Regions from separate parts of the Mus musculus genome. Here region 1 is linked to region 2. Evidence: chromatin contacts called from public Hi-C data. All regions are on one chromosome and are shown on one strand. The core of a region is the stretch at or near the end of the contact, and the rest is flanking DNA. Distances in the headings are between cores, read along the strand shown. Region 1 overlaps Sorbs2 (sorbin and SH3 domain containing 2). Region 2 overlaps Sorbs2 (sorbin and SH3 domain containing 2).

Evidence for each region. Hi-C and Micro-C count contacts between places; a contact is called where the count stands out from the background.
Region 1: a contact with region 2 is called in a Hi-C map of muscle stem cells, with 2.1 times the contacts expected there. The contact joins two enhancer-like sites. A contact is called at or near these places in 13 of 39 promoter capture datasets (the 3T3-L1 cell line, 3T3-L1-derived adipocytes, cranial neural crest and 7 more), 2 of 484 Hi-C or Micro-C datasets (muscle stem cells and nephron progenitors) and 2 of 9 other capture datasets (adipose tissue and pancreatic islet).

Annotation. Positions count from the first base shown.
Region 1 is chr8:45,764,464-45,771,779 of GRCm38.p6, reverse strand. It overlaps Sorbs2 (sorbin and SH3 domain containing 2), which reads right to left. Exons shown (of 24, transcript NM_001205219.1): 9 at 1,885-1,951; 10 at 1,190-1,234. The region is part of intron 1 of Sorbs2os (sorbin and SH3 domain containing 2, opposite strand); the gene reads left to right. Among named protein-coding and RNA genes, the nearest start is that of Sorbs2os, 51 kb to the left of the region's middle. Within about 2 kb of position 5,474, at least 13 of the 459 cell types and tissues checked have an H3K27ac peak or open chromatin away from gene starts, as enhancers often do. A contact at or near this core is called in muscle stem cells, where this site is marked.
Region 2 is chr8:45,583,582-45,590,628 of GRCm38.p6, reverse strand. All of the region lies in intron 1 of Sorbs2 (sorbin and SH3 domain containing 2), which reads right to left. It overlaps Gm16351 (a long non-coding RNA gene), which reads left to right. Exons shown (of 5, transcript XR_003947381.1): 4 at 1,899-1,957; 5 at 2,679-7,047. Among named protein-coding and RNA genes, the nearest start is that of Gm16351, 18 kb to the left of the region's middle. Within about 2 kb of position 3,433, at least 19 of the 459 cell types and tissues checked have an H3K27ac peak or open chromatin away from gene starts, as enhancers often do. A contact at or near this core is called in muscle stem cells, where this site is marked.

The DNA of each region.
Region 1 (7,316 bases), core at 4,225-6,724, 180 kb before region 2:
AGACACACTGATTTCAATATTTAAAAGGATATAACAGTTCTTAGTTTCTCATCATCTCAATCTTGGGCTGAGTCTATCTGTGCAGGACTGCTTCTCTATGCATGTGTGTTCCCCATGAGATGTGACTTTGGACAACACCTGTTTGTTCTTCAGTGTTTCTTAAGTTCTACAGACTTCAGCTTGTGAGGTAACTCAATGAGGTGAGCTTGATGGATGAGGGCCAGGAAGGAAGTATTTATTTTATGGACTTTCTGTAATACTATGGGGATATAGAGTCTATCTGGGAGATCAAGAACTTGATATTTGTTTGTTTATTTGTTTATTTGTTTACCCCCCTCCCCCATATATCTTTGGAGTTGAGTAGCAAAATCACCCAGTTAAAGAGTTGGTTGCTGGTCATCAGGATTTAGAGAGAGGAAGAATCTCATGGAGATTTCTGTTAGGGTAGCAAAGAGGACCCTAAATTAGGGCACAACCCTGGGCCTATGCTAAGGCTGTCTAGAATCTCCTGACATGATATTCAGGAAAACCTGATGGGAGGGGGCATCTTTTAGGGGACTGCCACATGAGCATGAAGACCACTCCACAAGAAATGGGCACATTCAAATAAGAACGGAAATGGCAGAGCTGAAGTTCTTTCATTGTGAGCACTGGCAACTCTGAGTCAGAAAAGTGGCTGAGCCCAGAGGGAGGTTTTCAAAGTAAAGGCTCTACCACTGAGCTACACCACAAGGCTAAGAGGGTGGTTTTCATGTCTTTCAGTGACTGGCTCCCTGTTGGAGCAAGAGTCTGGGCATGGTTGTAAAATACATGGATTTACTTGTTTTTCGGGAATAATATCTGAGAGGTCTTATGCAACCTTAGTCACTCTTTCTGCTGATAAAAAGATTTATATTTTGTTGTGTAACCCAGGTCCTAGTCTGTCCTCTCATCCGGACCCTTCACAGTGTGGCAGAACATTCCTGAAGTTGAGAGAATGAATGACACAGAGAGGTGTTAGTTCCCACTTCCAGAAGAAAAGATCAATCTTTTTGTTAGGCATGCTCTGGGACAGGGAGTAGGGAATTCTCCTCTCATCACAGGAAAGGACAACATGGGGTCTGAGTGGCAAGACAAAGGGCCAAGGCTCTTCCCAACAGTGGAGTGTGATTGGTCATCATCGCAAGCAAGCGAGGGAAAGCCGTCCTACCTGCGTTGTATGTGTAAGGAGTATTATACATGTCTGTGTCCTCATCTAGAAAATGAAACATAAACATGGTAATCCAGATGCTGCCGCCTTGTTGCCAAGACAGCAGAAGATCAGAAAGCATTTTTTTTTTCTAGCACATAACAACAAATTTGCATTTCCAAATTTGCACTCTCTGGGCAGAGCGATCTTTTCTATAGAGTAATGTACCTTGCGACCCTTGTCACACATACAAAACTAGTATCTTGTTCTCAGTTCCCCAGGCAGCTTCTTGTGTCCTCTGCATTGTAATTTATTTTATTAAGTGCTTTTAAGGTAGCTCGTCAACTGTACTGAGTGGGATCAGAAGCCTGACCCACCTACATTCACTCTTGTAAGACACAGACACGGGCAGAGGGGAGCAGCAGGCATATAGAAATGAACAATACCCGAGTGCAGATGTGAGCTAAGACTAGGACACCTGGCAAGCTCCAAGGACAGCTCTTAGGTCCTTCTTGACAACTTGTGGTTAAGGCAGAGGCACAGGTTTGCGACGAAGGAGGAATAGGGTAAGAACAGGAGAGACGCTGAAAAGAACGGGCCACCAAGTACGCTGGGTCTTGAAGTTTTGTGTGGAGAGAGTTTATACAAAGGTTGAGCATGTGTCCTTCAATCCATGAGGACTTGATAAAAAACAAATAACAGAAAAACTGACATACCCGGCTTGTGTACCATGTGGATTTGCTTGAACATTGTCTTGTACCAGTCCTTTGGCCTGTCGACAGTCTGTTAAAGAGAGCATCCAAAAATTATAAACTCGTTCTGTTAGGTTTAGGCAAAGGGCTATTCTGGCTGTGACCACTTACTTCTCTCTCTCAACCTTCACAGCTGCTATAAAATAAATGGCAGACATCTTGCTATGATTATGAGTCTCTAATTCTCACTGCCCCCAGAGTAGTGTGCCTAACACTCTAAGTCATCAGGGGCTTTAGGGGGCATATTCTGAATGATGGACGCACATTACCAAAGGTTCAGATCTTTCCCACTTCTTCAGCTAAAGAGTAAGCTGAGATAACCCAACTGCCAGCCTGTGCTCTGGGCTACTCATCAGCCACACGGCATGGGATGGCCTCTTCTCTGTGAAACCTTTACGGTAGGCTTTAACCTTGTGGGTCAGACCTGTCTTCAGAACCCCTGTTATATGGTGATATAGCTCTTCTGAGGAACAATCCTGGGCAAAGTGTTCATTGCTAGTATTGGACATTTCAAACAGCAGACTTGCATTCCTGCTGTGACTTGATGCCAGTTTCAGCAATTTACCCTGTTACTTGTGCAGTTTGTGAGTAAGGTATCCCATATTTACTGAATTGAAATGTTCTGTATTATGGTTTTATTTTTTTCAAATCAGGTGTGATTAGTATCAGATAGTATTTAATTTTGAGGATGATGATGATAAAAATGATGATGCAGAGGATGATGGTGATAATGATTAAGCAAATGTGTCTGAAGTAGGGCTTCTCCATGTATCTTGAACTAGTCTTTAACTCACGGTCCATGTCTCTCATGTGCTGGAATTACAGGGACTCAACACTAGCTCAGCTTATTAGAGTGTGTGTGTGTGTGTGTGTGTGTGCAGGCGTGTGCGCGTGAGACATAGGCTGATTTCAGGTGTTCCTCTAAAGCAATCCTTTGTTTTGATGGGGGGCTCTTTCTGGGACCTGGGCTTTATCCGTGAAGCTAGGCAGCCCCAGGGATCCCTCTGAGCCCCGTTCTTCCTCCAGTTCTGGGATTACAGGTGTGTGGCACCATGTCTGGCCTTTTAAGGGAGCGCTGTGCATGGAACTCAGGTCCTCATTTGTGTTTGTCCAGCAAGCATTTAACAGATCCACTTCATTATCCTTATTGTTATTCTTAAGTATTGAGTGCTCTATGAAGACATTGAAAAATTGGACAAGGGGATATTTTTGACTCATGGGATAGATATTCTGGTCAGCTTCAATAAAGACAAAATTAGCATTTACTGGTTAAATGACTAAAATACTGAATGTATCAGACAATGCAAAGCCATAGAGAATATACTGAAGAGCAGCTAGGCCTTCAAAACTTCCTTAATAAGACCTTGGTGTGCATACAGCTTTCACCTTGTTAAATGATAAACTCTCTGATAACAGCCACCCCTCACTCGTGCCAGGGTTCAGTATGACAGAATGACAGAAGCAATAGGTAATAGCACAAATAGGAAATTAATGTCCAATCATTAAACAACATTCAGATCTTTGAGCCGTTAGTTACCATTTAATTCTGTCTAGAAATAGGAATCTGAGAAAACTGTGTATTTTTAAAATATTTTCTTTGGGGCGTGGGTGTGGACATATATACAGGTGCGCATGTCACATGAACACGTAGAAACCAGACGTAGACACTGGGCAGCCCCCTCCTTTACTCTCTGCCTTATTTCTTACAAGGTATGTTAAGGGGCTCAGGATAGTCCTTCCGCTATAACAAATCTCAAAATATAAAATCAGTGGGGGAGTTCCAACATCTGTGGAGTGAAATACTGAGCAACCCTAGCTTATTGGGAGTGACTCTATGCTATAGTCTGTGAAAACACACATTCCTGTAGTGCAGCCATCTTCTCGGCAAGATCTTCATTTCAATTTTATCAAAGCCAGTTGGGTCAGAAGTTAACTATTCTGTGTACAGGCGACTGAAAGCATCAGATTTTCCAAGGTCATTGAAGGACGACCAAAGTGTGGATACTTCGTTCCTTCTTAGAATGGGGAACAAAATACCCATGGAAGGAGTTACAGAGACAAAGTTCAGAGCTAAGACGGAAGGAAGGACCATCCAGAGACTGCCCCACCTGGGGATCCATCCCATAATCAGCCACCAAACCCGGACACTATTGCATATGTCAGCAAGATTTTGCTGATAGGACCTTGATATAGCTATCTCTTGTGAGGCTATGCCAGTGCCTGGCAAATATAGAAGTAGATGCTCACAGTCATCTATTGGATGGAACAGAGGGCCCCCAATGAAGGAGCTAGAGAAAGTACCCAAGGAGCTAAAGGGGTCTGCAACCCTATAGGAGGAACTACAATATGAACTAACCAGTATCCCCAGAGCTCATGTCTCTAGCTGCATATGTAGCAGAAGATGGCCTAGTCCCATCATTGGGAGGAGAGGCCTTTGGTCTTACGAAGATCATATGCCCCAGTACAGGAGAATGCTAGGGCCAGGAAGCAGGAGTGGGTGGGTTTGGGATCAGGGTGGGGTGGGTATAGGGAACTTTCAGGATAGCATTTGAAAAGTAAATGAAGAAAATGTCTAATTAAGAAAAACATTGGGTAGGATTTATACTTGTGAGAGCAGAAACTGTTCAATATCTTATATTCTGATTTTTCTTTTGTATATGTGGTCATTGCATTTTTTTTTCCTCCCAGAAACTGTTAAGTGGTATTTAAATTTATTTTGACTTCTGAAAAGTAGACAGTTGTGACAGTTACCAGAGAACATCAGTTCTGCTGAGAGTCACATATGCATTGTAGGCTTCTTCAACAACGGGAGCTTGAGAGCATCAGTAATCAAATAATGGGCAGATTATGGAAACTGATGCTGGGGGCTGGGGTGGGGAGTAATCCAGCAAAGAATCAGGAGTCTGCCGTTTGCTGGTTCGTGCACAGTACTGGAACATGGTGGGCTGGCGAGGGGGCTTACATCAGTAAGGTGCCTGCCATTCAAGAATGAAAACCCAACTCCTGTTTCTAGTACCTGTGCAGAAAGCTAGGCACGGCAGTGGGCTTCTCAGCACTGAGGAGGCAGAGGCAGCTCTGGGCTTGGTGACAAAGCCAGGACAAGAATTGAAGAAGACACCCAGTTTCAACTTCTAGCCTCTCCATGCACACCCACCCACACATGTACACATGTTCATATACATGCGCACACACAAATACACACACACACACAAATACACACACACACACACACACACACACACTACTTAAACACATATCTTTAGGAGACCTTTCTTTTTTTTAAAAGGCAGGTTTCCCTTTCGTTGAGCTTCACCTCTTTTACACTTTTGTGCTAGCAGAGCAACAACAACAGCAAAGTGACATACAACTGCATATAAAAATAGTTTCTCACTGTACCTGGACACAGCCAATGGGGACAAGGACGCCGAATAAGGAAATACATCGCTGTCTACGGCAATGCATTGTGACAGACAGCACTGTTGTCTACACTCGCCATAGGGCCTATATCAGGCAGGATCTCACAGTTACGCCACTGGCTAGCTTTATATGGTGAGCACAGAGAAGCCAGGAAGTGGCTGGCTGGCTGGCAGAGTCGCTTCTGAAGCTGGTAACGCTGGGATATGCAGATGCAGTGTCGCTTTCTAGAAGACATGCTGTGAACACTTTGGTTCCTTTCGGCAAGGCCATTTTGGAGCACATTATGTCTCACGCTGAGGTTATAAGTGCAGAAGTCCCTATTTGGGACATTTACTTTCAGATGTGTCCTCCAAAAGCATTTTGCGTGAACTATCTAACCTCTGGGACTCTACCACACAGCCGTCATTCATGGCCCTCTAGGAAGGGGCTCCAATTTTCATCTCCTTCTAGTTATGAAACATTGGCATAATACACTTATTTAACATGCAGACACTTAAAAAAACCAGATATGTTTTCTCCACATATGACAATAACAATCCTATTCTACTCTCCCCTTCTAGCTCTAAATCAGCCAAACAGTTGTTCTATTTGAATCTTAAAAAAAAATGAAATCTTGCATGCCACTTAGTCAGGCTTTATTCACAGTCTCATGGGCTCTGAGCCCTAGAGGAATTTTGTTGCTGTTTTTAAGAATATGACAGGAAAAGGCTGACAGACATCCCAGGTCACAGGAGATGAGACATCCTCAAAGGCATTTTGAATTCATGAGAAGTCAAAAGTAGAGGGTGTCCGGTGCTTGTTTTTAGCAGTCACTGGACCACTTTACAATATCCTGTTACCATGGCATCCATTAATTATCTGAGCGGATTCCCTGACATGCCTGAGTGAGAGAGTCCCGCTTTTAATGTCCATACCGAGCAGGAGGCTGAGGCCACCTGAGTCTGGTAATCTTTACTTTCTACACGAATGAGGGAAGAAAATGACCTCGGACATTCTTGGCTCAGGGATGGCAGGCATTTATAAACACAGATCTATCCTTGCATATGTAGTTAGTAAGCCTACCGAGTAGTAAACACAGACAGGACCCCTCCTGTCTTTGTGCAGCTTTAAAAGTCTGAGCAAGTTATACAGGAAAAAAAAAGAGGGCTCCTTATAAGGACCCTTCTGCAGTGGCGAATAATTCACCTTCAGTTCCTATAAGGGAGACTATCATCACACTTTTAGTGGATGTATGTGGTTGCTCATCATTTGGCAGCAGATAATATAAATTTTATATTACTTTTATTAACTGCTTTATCATGCACCTCCAACATCTTAGATTTTTTTTCCTTAAAAAGCCCAACAAAGCAACAGTTTATCAAGTAAAACATCCCCGATTAGAAGTCTGTACATTAGAAAGAGTGAGTCACATTAATGTGCCTATCTTTATATATTCTTTACTAACTTAAAAAACATACTTGTAGCCGGGCGTGGTGGCACACGCCTTTAATCCCAGCACTCGGGAGGCAGAGGCAGGTGGATTTCTGAGTTCGAGGCCAGCCTGGTCTACAAAATGAGCTCCAGGACAGCCAGGGCTACACAGAGAAACCCTGTCTCGAAAAACAAAAACAAAACAAACAAACAAACAAACAAACAAAAACCCTAAAAATAAACCCCAAAAAACAAAAAAAAACAAAAAACCCAAACCAAAAACAACAACAACAACAACAACAACAACAAAAACCCCAAACCAAACCGACTGTAACTGCATAGAAAGCAATGGCCTATGTGCATACTGTGTCTCAAGGGCTAACAGGCAAAATCCACAACACTACTCCTGACTGAGTCACTATGCCTTCATTTACCATGGGAAAATTCAAACTTAGCCACTTCAAGTCAGAAATTCTGAAGGGAAAACAAATGTCAAAACACTGCCATTAGAAACATACAACTGTCATAAAACGGAGCATATTAGTCACAAGCCCTGGGATTTTTCTGTC
Region 2 (7,047 bases), core at 2,184-4,683:
GTCAGGCACTGACATAGCCTCACAAGAGACTGCTATATTGGGGTCCTGTCAGCAAAATCTTACTGGCATAAGCAACAGTGCCTGGGTTTGGTGGTTGTTTATGGGATGGATCCCCGGATGGGGCAGTCTCTGGATGGTCCTTCCTTCTGTCTCAGCTCCACTGTGTTTCTGTAACTCCTTCCATGGGTATTTTGTTCCCCATTCTAAGGAGGAATGAAATATCCACACTTTGGTCTTCCTTCTTCTTGAGTTTCATGTGTTTTGCAAATTGTATGTTGGGTATTCTAAGTTTCTGGGCTAATATCCACTTATCAGTGAGTGCATATCATGTGAGTTCTTTTGTGATTGGGTTACCTCACTCAGGATGATATACTCCAGATCCATCCATTTGCCTAAGAATTTCATAAATTCATTGTTGCTAATAGCTGAGTAGTACTCCATTATGTAAATGTACCACATTTTCTGTATCCATTCCTCTGTTGAGAGACATCTGGGTTCTTTCCAGTTCTGGCTATTATAAATAAGGCTGCTATAAACATAGTGGAGCATGTGTCCTTATTACAAGTTGGAATATCTTCTGGGTATATGCCCAGGAGAGGTATTGCTAGATCTTTTGGTAGAACTATGTCCAATTTTCTGAGGACCCGCCAAACTGATTTCTAGAGTTATTGTACCAGCTTGCAATCCCACAAGCAATTGAGGAGTGTTCCTCTTTCACCACATCCTCGTCAGCATCTGCTGCCACCTAAATTTTTGATATTAGCCATTCTGACTGGTGTGAGGTGGAATCTCAGGGTTGTTGTGATTTGCATTTCCCTCATGATTAAAGATGTTGAACATTTTTTCAGGTGCTTCTCAGCCATTCAGTATTCCTCAGTTGAGAATTCTTTGTACTCTGTACTCCATTTTTACTAATAGGGTTATTAGATTTTCTGGGGTCCAGCTTCTTGAGTTCTTCACCAAACCCAGATACTATTGCATATGTCAGCAAGATTTTGCTGACAGGACCCTGATATTCCTGTCTCTTGTGAGGCTATGCCAGTGCCTGGCAAATACAGAAGTGGATGCTCACAGTCATCTATTTGATGGAACACAGGGCCCCCAATGAAGGAGCTAGAGAAAGTACCCAAGGAGCTAAAGGGGTCTGCAACCCTATAGGTGGAACAACAATATGAACTAATCAGTACCCCCAGAGGTTGTGTCTCTAGCTGCATACGTAGCAAAAGATGGTCTAGTCGGCCATCATTAGGAGGAGAGGCCCTTGGTCTTGCAAAGATCATATGCCCCAGTACAGGGGAACGCCAGGGCCAGGAAGCAGAAGTGGTTGGGGAGCAGGGCAAGGGGAGGGTATAGGGGACTTTCGGGATAGCATTTGAAATGTAAATGAAGAAAATATCTAGTAAAAAAGAATTTTTCTTAACTTTAGAGACTACCATTATTGCCCACAACCCAAGATCCAGCACTATCATTTAAAACACCCTTGGATATGCATATTTCCCATGGTGACCCTTCCTACATTTTCCCCTTTATGTGTTGATAATAAAGATCCTGTGGAAAAATCAACTACTTAAAGCTTATTGGGAAGCATGGGTTTCCAGGTGACATATTTCCTCCCCTCTGGGTCCATAAGTTGCCTTTAGCCAGGGTCAACATGAAAACTGTTAGGTCATAGGCAAGCCCATAAGGGTACCATTAAGGCAGACACAGCAGAAGGACTGTAAAGCAGCCCAGGCCACTGTGATGAATAAGATGAAAACACTCCATAAACAGAACGGTAGACAATTCTACCTAAAGAGTTAATTAGCTTCATGCAGCGTATTGGTGAAATAGCCAAAATAAAAGAAAGCAATGATTTTCATGTTCTTTTCTTGTAACATGGGTCATCTACTTCTTATCAGGACAGCCAAAGAATGCTGAAGACTTCAAGAGGAGTCGATCTTTCTGGTGATACTTGGAAGTAATTATTAGTTCTGGAAATGTAAACTTTTTCTAACTGATGAGATGAGTCTATTTATACCTTATAATGAATTCATAGTTTTGGTGAACCCAAGAAGACTAATGGGGATAAACATGAGAAAATAGGACAGTGAATTATAATTAAAACAATAAATCAACTTATCATCTACAAGGAGGTTTCTCCCAAGACTTTTAAAAAATACAGTACTGGCAGTAATAGGATTTTCAGAAAGACTGTAAAAATAGAACTTGTTAATGGGATGTTGTTTATTGCTATTCATATAGCTGGAAAGCAAACAACTTCAGTGGCCATTTTACCCCCAAGAGATTATATATATATATATATCCTAGATTTTTTTTTTTACTTGTCAATCATCTCTGATAGATAGGCTAGAGGTTGCCTTCCATTTTAAAATCCCCTTTGTATTGCTAGTACCTGAGACAAGGGTAGCCCATAAACTATAGGGAGTAAATAGAACCACGAGGATGAGGGGAGGGGACTAGAGGTGAAAAGAAAGATGGCAACTCAACAAAACCTAAGGTACTTTTGGCTGTTATTTCCAAGAACAGGTGCTCACAGATAATGAGCCAGTAAAGCAGCAAATACTGTTAGCCACGCAGAAAGATGACAGAGAGGGGAAATGACATCTAGTCAGTAAATATTTAACCATATGCTAAGGGACCTCTCATCATTTATCAACTTTTTTTTTCTCCCTTTGGAGGTTGCTTGAAGGTCCACCATAAATAAAAGGTCAATGGCAGTTTTTATAAGCATTATTAAATTCTGGGAAACTTTCCATACTGAATGTGAAATAGGATCGCAGAGAAAAACGCTGAGCAGATGAAGAACAAGAAGAGGAAGAAAACTGGCTCATGGATAAGGAGACAGCTGTTGAGTGTGTGAGATCCAGAAGATACTAGGCATTGGATGGGGGAGAGTTTTTCCTTTCGATGTTTCCAGAGAAAGATAATAGAGTAAACAAACTAGGTATCAATAATTGCAGCTAAGAGAAAAGTCGGAGAAACAATAGAGTGTGCTGGAGGGTAACTAGCAGAGGCTGAGCTAGTGTGGTAACAGTCTACCTGGTTAGATGAGGCCTCCCAAAGGTACAACATTAATTCCAAGGTCTCACTGAGTGGAGGAGCCCTGAGGACATGCTGGAGAAGAATCTTTAGAGCAGATGGGATGCGCCAGAGTCCCTGAGATCAGAAAGAGTGTATCTGTTAGACCCAAAAGAGGTGCTTGTGGGACGCAGAACAAGAATCAGGCCCGTAATCAGCATCGGGAAGCAGAGCTAAGGCAGCAGGCAATGATGCGGAGGTCAAACACAGGAATCTGAATTTCCTTCTTGGAGTGAAAACAGATCTGATTTGTCCCTGATACAGAATGCTTCGCCCGCTGTGTGGCAGAGACTGGATAACAGGGCGGTGATTTGAAGCAGGGCGGGATGGCTGTAGCCTGAAAGAGGGTTGGTGGTGGCATGAGTCAGATTCTGGCAGTGGAGACCAGAGAATTGAAATTACCATGATTATTTGGCTACAGAGTGTGGAAAGGAACATAATTTCCATAAACGTAAAAATTGAGCAGAAAATTGTGGCTATACAAGGAATGAGGCTAGAGAAATGTTCGGTGCAATGGCAACATGGAGGTGAATGGAAACCGGGCAGGGACTACAAACGAGGCCCGAAGAGGCCAGATCGTGTAAAATCAGGGTTACCCAGAGCCTTCATCATCAGCCACTGAGTGGTCATATGCATAAAAGTGATATCATGAATCTCATTTTGCGGATCTTTCATTACAGTACAAAGCCTTCATTGAAAGGTCACGAAATGGGACCTCAGCTCGCTGCCATGGCAGCAGAACTTCCCAAGGGGAAATCTTCTGGCTTAACACAGAGTGCCTACAGATTCCTCCCACGACTGGAGTACCAGCTGACCTTCCACATGAACATTTGTGAGCGAGCAGTCCTCTCTCTCTTACTGAATCCTTAGCTATTGGAGGCAGCATGGGGTATCCATATCCGCATCCTTCATCCACAGTGTGCAAGAAACACTTATTATTTCTCAGATGGCTTGACCTTGTGATGAATCTTTTTCAGCCTGGAAAGCATGCGGGGAAGCTATCTCTTCTTCCTCCTGCCTTTCATCACCCTCAGACCCTACTCCTGTTTTCCCCTGACAAGGCACTGTAGTAAAAATATGTGAAGTTAAATGCATGATGCTACTTTTAAGGAGATAACCTCATACACACCAGGCAAGCAGTGGGGTGAGACAGAATGGCCAAAAGCTCTCCTGTGGATTAATGAATCTTACTATGCAATAGTTCACGATTAGAATAAATGGCCAATCCTTCCACATAACATCTGTGTTTACACATTAGAGGCACTACACATTTTTAAAAAAGAGCACTAGGCAAGGCTAGCAATAATGAGAGATTCCTCTTTAAACACTGTGTATAATCTGAATAACAATAAACCTTGATGGAGAACGCCTGTATTCGACAACAATCTGCCCAAAACAGTGGTTGAAAAACAGAGATTAAAAATAATGTACAGTCCTAGGAGGTTGTGTTAATTAAGTTGAGGAGAGCGATAAGAGCTCAGACAATTGCAATAAGATGCAAAGTCTCTCTATTATCCTTTCGTGATAGGATCCACCATTATCTGAAAACCCACCACACTGGCAGCTAATTCATATGTAGAAGTCCACGTGTAAAATGTGTTACTTTCTTTTCTGTTTGGACAGAGGTGATTTTTCAAATACAGGGTTTGTTTATTTATTTATTTTTAATAGAAGATAGGGGTTAGATTCATAAACACTAGCATGACCAAATAAGATTACATTCTCATTTTCAAACTTCTTATTATACCAGGGTCCAAAACTCAAGTTATCATCCTCGCTTAAACTAATTTAAATACTATTGTTCTTGTGGATTTTAGTCAGAATTCAGCACAGAAAATGCAGTTGAGGGCTGTAACTAAAAGATATGTGCTGCCTCTGAGAGATAAAGATCAGTTGTTAGTTTTCACATTTATTAGCCTATCAAATGTTACTGTGAATTAAATGTCAAGACCCCTTTGGCACAGTCTTTTTTCCTTTTACCTGTTTTACTGTGATTGTTCCATTTAGCTAGACTCTGTTCAACAAAATGTAGCTTAGCTAGCTGTGACACGAGCTTAAAGAGACAATAAAGGCTTCTCCAGGAGCACAGATTAGCACTGACAAAGCCCCAATCAGCCACGAGCTGGACATGTTTTCTGTCTTCCTCATTTTTGCTCCACAAGATAAGGTGAGGTATGCAATGGGAGACTCCTGTGTTATAGTTAATTTTAACCTCCATATCAATAAGCAGAGGCCTTTTCAAGTTATAAAAAGTGTGTCATTATTGTTATCAACTGGAGAGAATGAAGTCATTGTTCTCATAATGGTAAAAAACTGGCATGGAACGGAAGGGTGAAAGAACACCTCAGGCTGGAGAAAAATCTCCTGCTCCCAACGAGCCACTTTTTGATATAAGCAAGACCACGTCCAGTGCGGAATTTCTTCCTCAACTCAGCATTCAAGTCAAAGAAAGAGACTTACAGCTGTGTCTCAGAAACTTGGTCTGTGAGTTGCTTGGCGATACTTGATTCATGACTTCTACAAAGCATAAAAATTAGGGCAGACATATAAATTAAAGACTTACTGATGACAGAAGGTTACTTGGTGGGAGTAAATGAAGTCTATCATAGGAAGAGGGCGGTAGATACCAAGCCTAGGAAGAAGAGCTTCATAGGAGCCGATATTCCTTCGCACCAGGTGACTTGTTGGCCTTGCTCTGCCCAGCCTACCTTGTACACCTCCCACCTCCCCCTATGGAAGCTTAGGTTAGATATTACCTGAGGAAATCGTTGAGTTCTGCATTTTTCTGTCTTTGATGTGGCTGCCAAGATGGGATAATATAAAAATTCCTCTTATATTTCAAAGAACGTATTTCGCCTAAGTTTAATGATCAACCTCAAACTCATGTGACTGAAACTCAAGAGCGATAGTGACAATAATAACGCATGGGCCATTCCTCTGCAGGAGGACAAGGAAGGGATAAATCCCACTGGAGCCCTGCATTCATGCTGCTGTGATCATCTTTCATGAGGCTCCAGTATCCCTACACTCACCAAGTGAATTCTACAGTACTGAAATTAATCTTTGTTTATGTGTTGTAGGGCCATATACAAAGCCTGGATGAAAACTCACCAGCTTCGTGTTTCTCTCTTTGCAATGAGACCTTTGGTTCCAGTTTCCAAGAGCCCCAGTTAAATGTGACACCAAAAAGATTCGAATCATAGTGTATAAATTCAACTTCCTTCATTTTCTTTGTTTTCATTGTTGGGGAGGTGTGGTGGTAGTGGTGAATTGGGGGTCACCCTCAGCCCTTCCTTATTACTGAGCTATTATAGCCCCAGCCTTTCCAGCTCTTTTCTAGCTGACATAATTTTTCATTTCTTTTATGTGAAGATTATTATTTCAGTGATTAACAGGTTTGTCTCTAAGGCACAAACTGTTCAGAGACAGTTTCAAGTGACATGACCTAATTGGGCCCTTAGCCATGTACATTCCTGAACTCTCACCCAGGAAATACTGGTCATGATCTGTACAAATGGCCAAGGGACAATCCTGAAGGCTTGGAATGCCTTGAAAATGCTGTCATATCTGAGAGGTTTGGCTGGTTCTTTCCATATACACCCCTATTTTATATTCATTGAACTCGTTCTTGGAGTTAAGAGATGGAGTTGTACTAACATCCAGTTGGTGATTTGAGATATTGGTAACCATTACCAGGGAGTGGATAAGGAGAGCTGATGTTGGTGAATAACCTACTGGACACTAAATAGGCCAGTGTCCCCAGCTTGCAGCAAACAAACCACATTCTTGCTTACTAGGAAGCCAACAAGAACTTTTCCAAAATTGGATTTCATTTCACTTCTAACTCAATTACGTGAAAATTACTAATTGTTCCCAACAAACTTAATTAAAATAAATTACTTTGCCTCCGAAATGGGTTTGGCTTAAATGGAAATGCCCATTGATGAAAAACAATTAGACGTTTATACA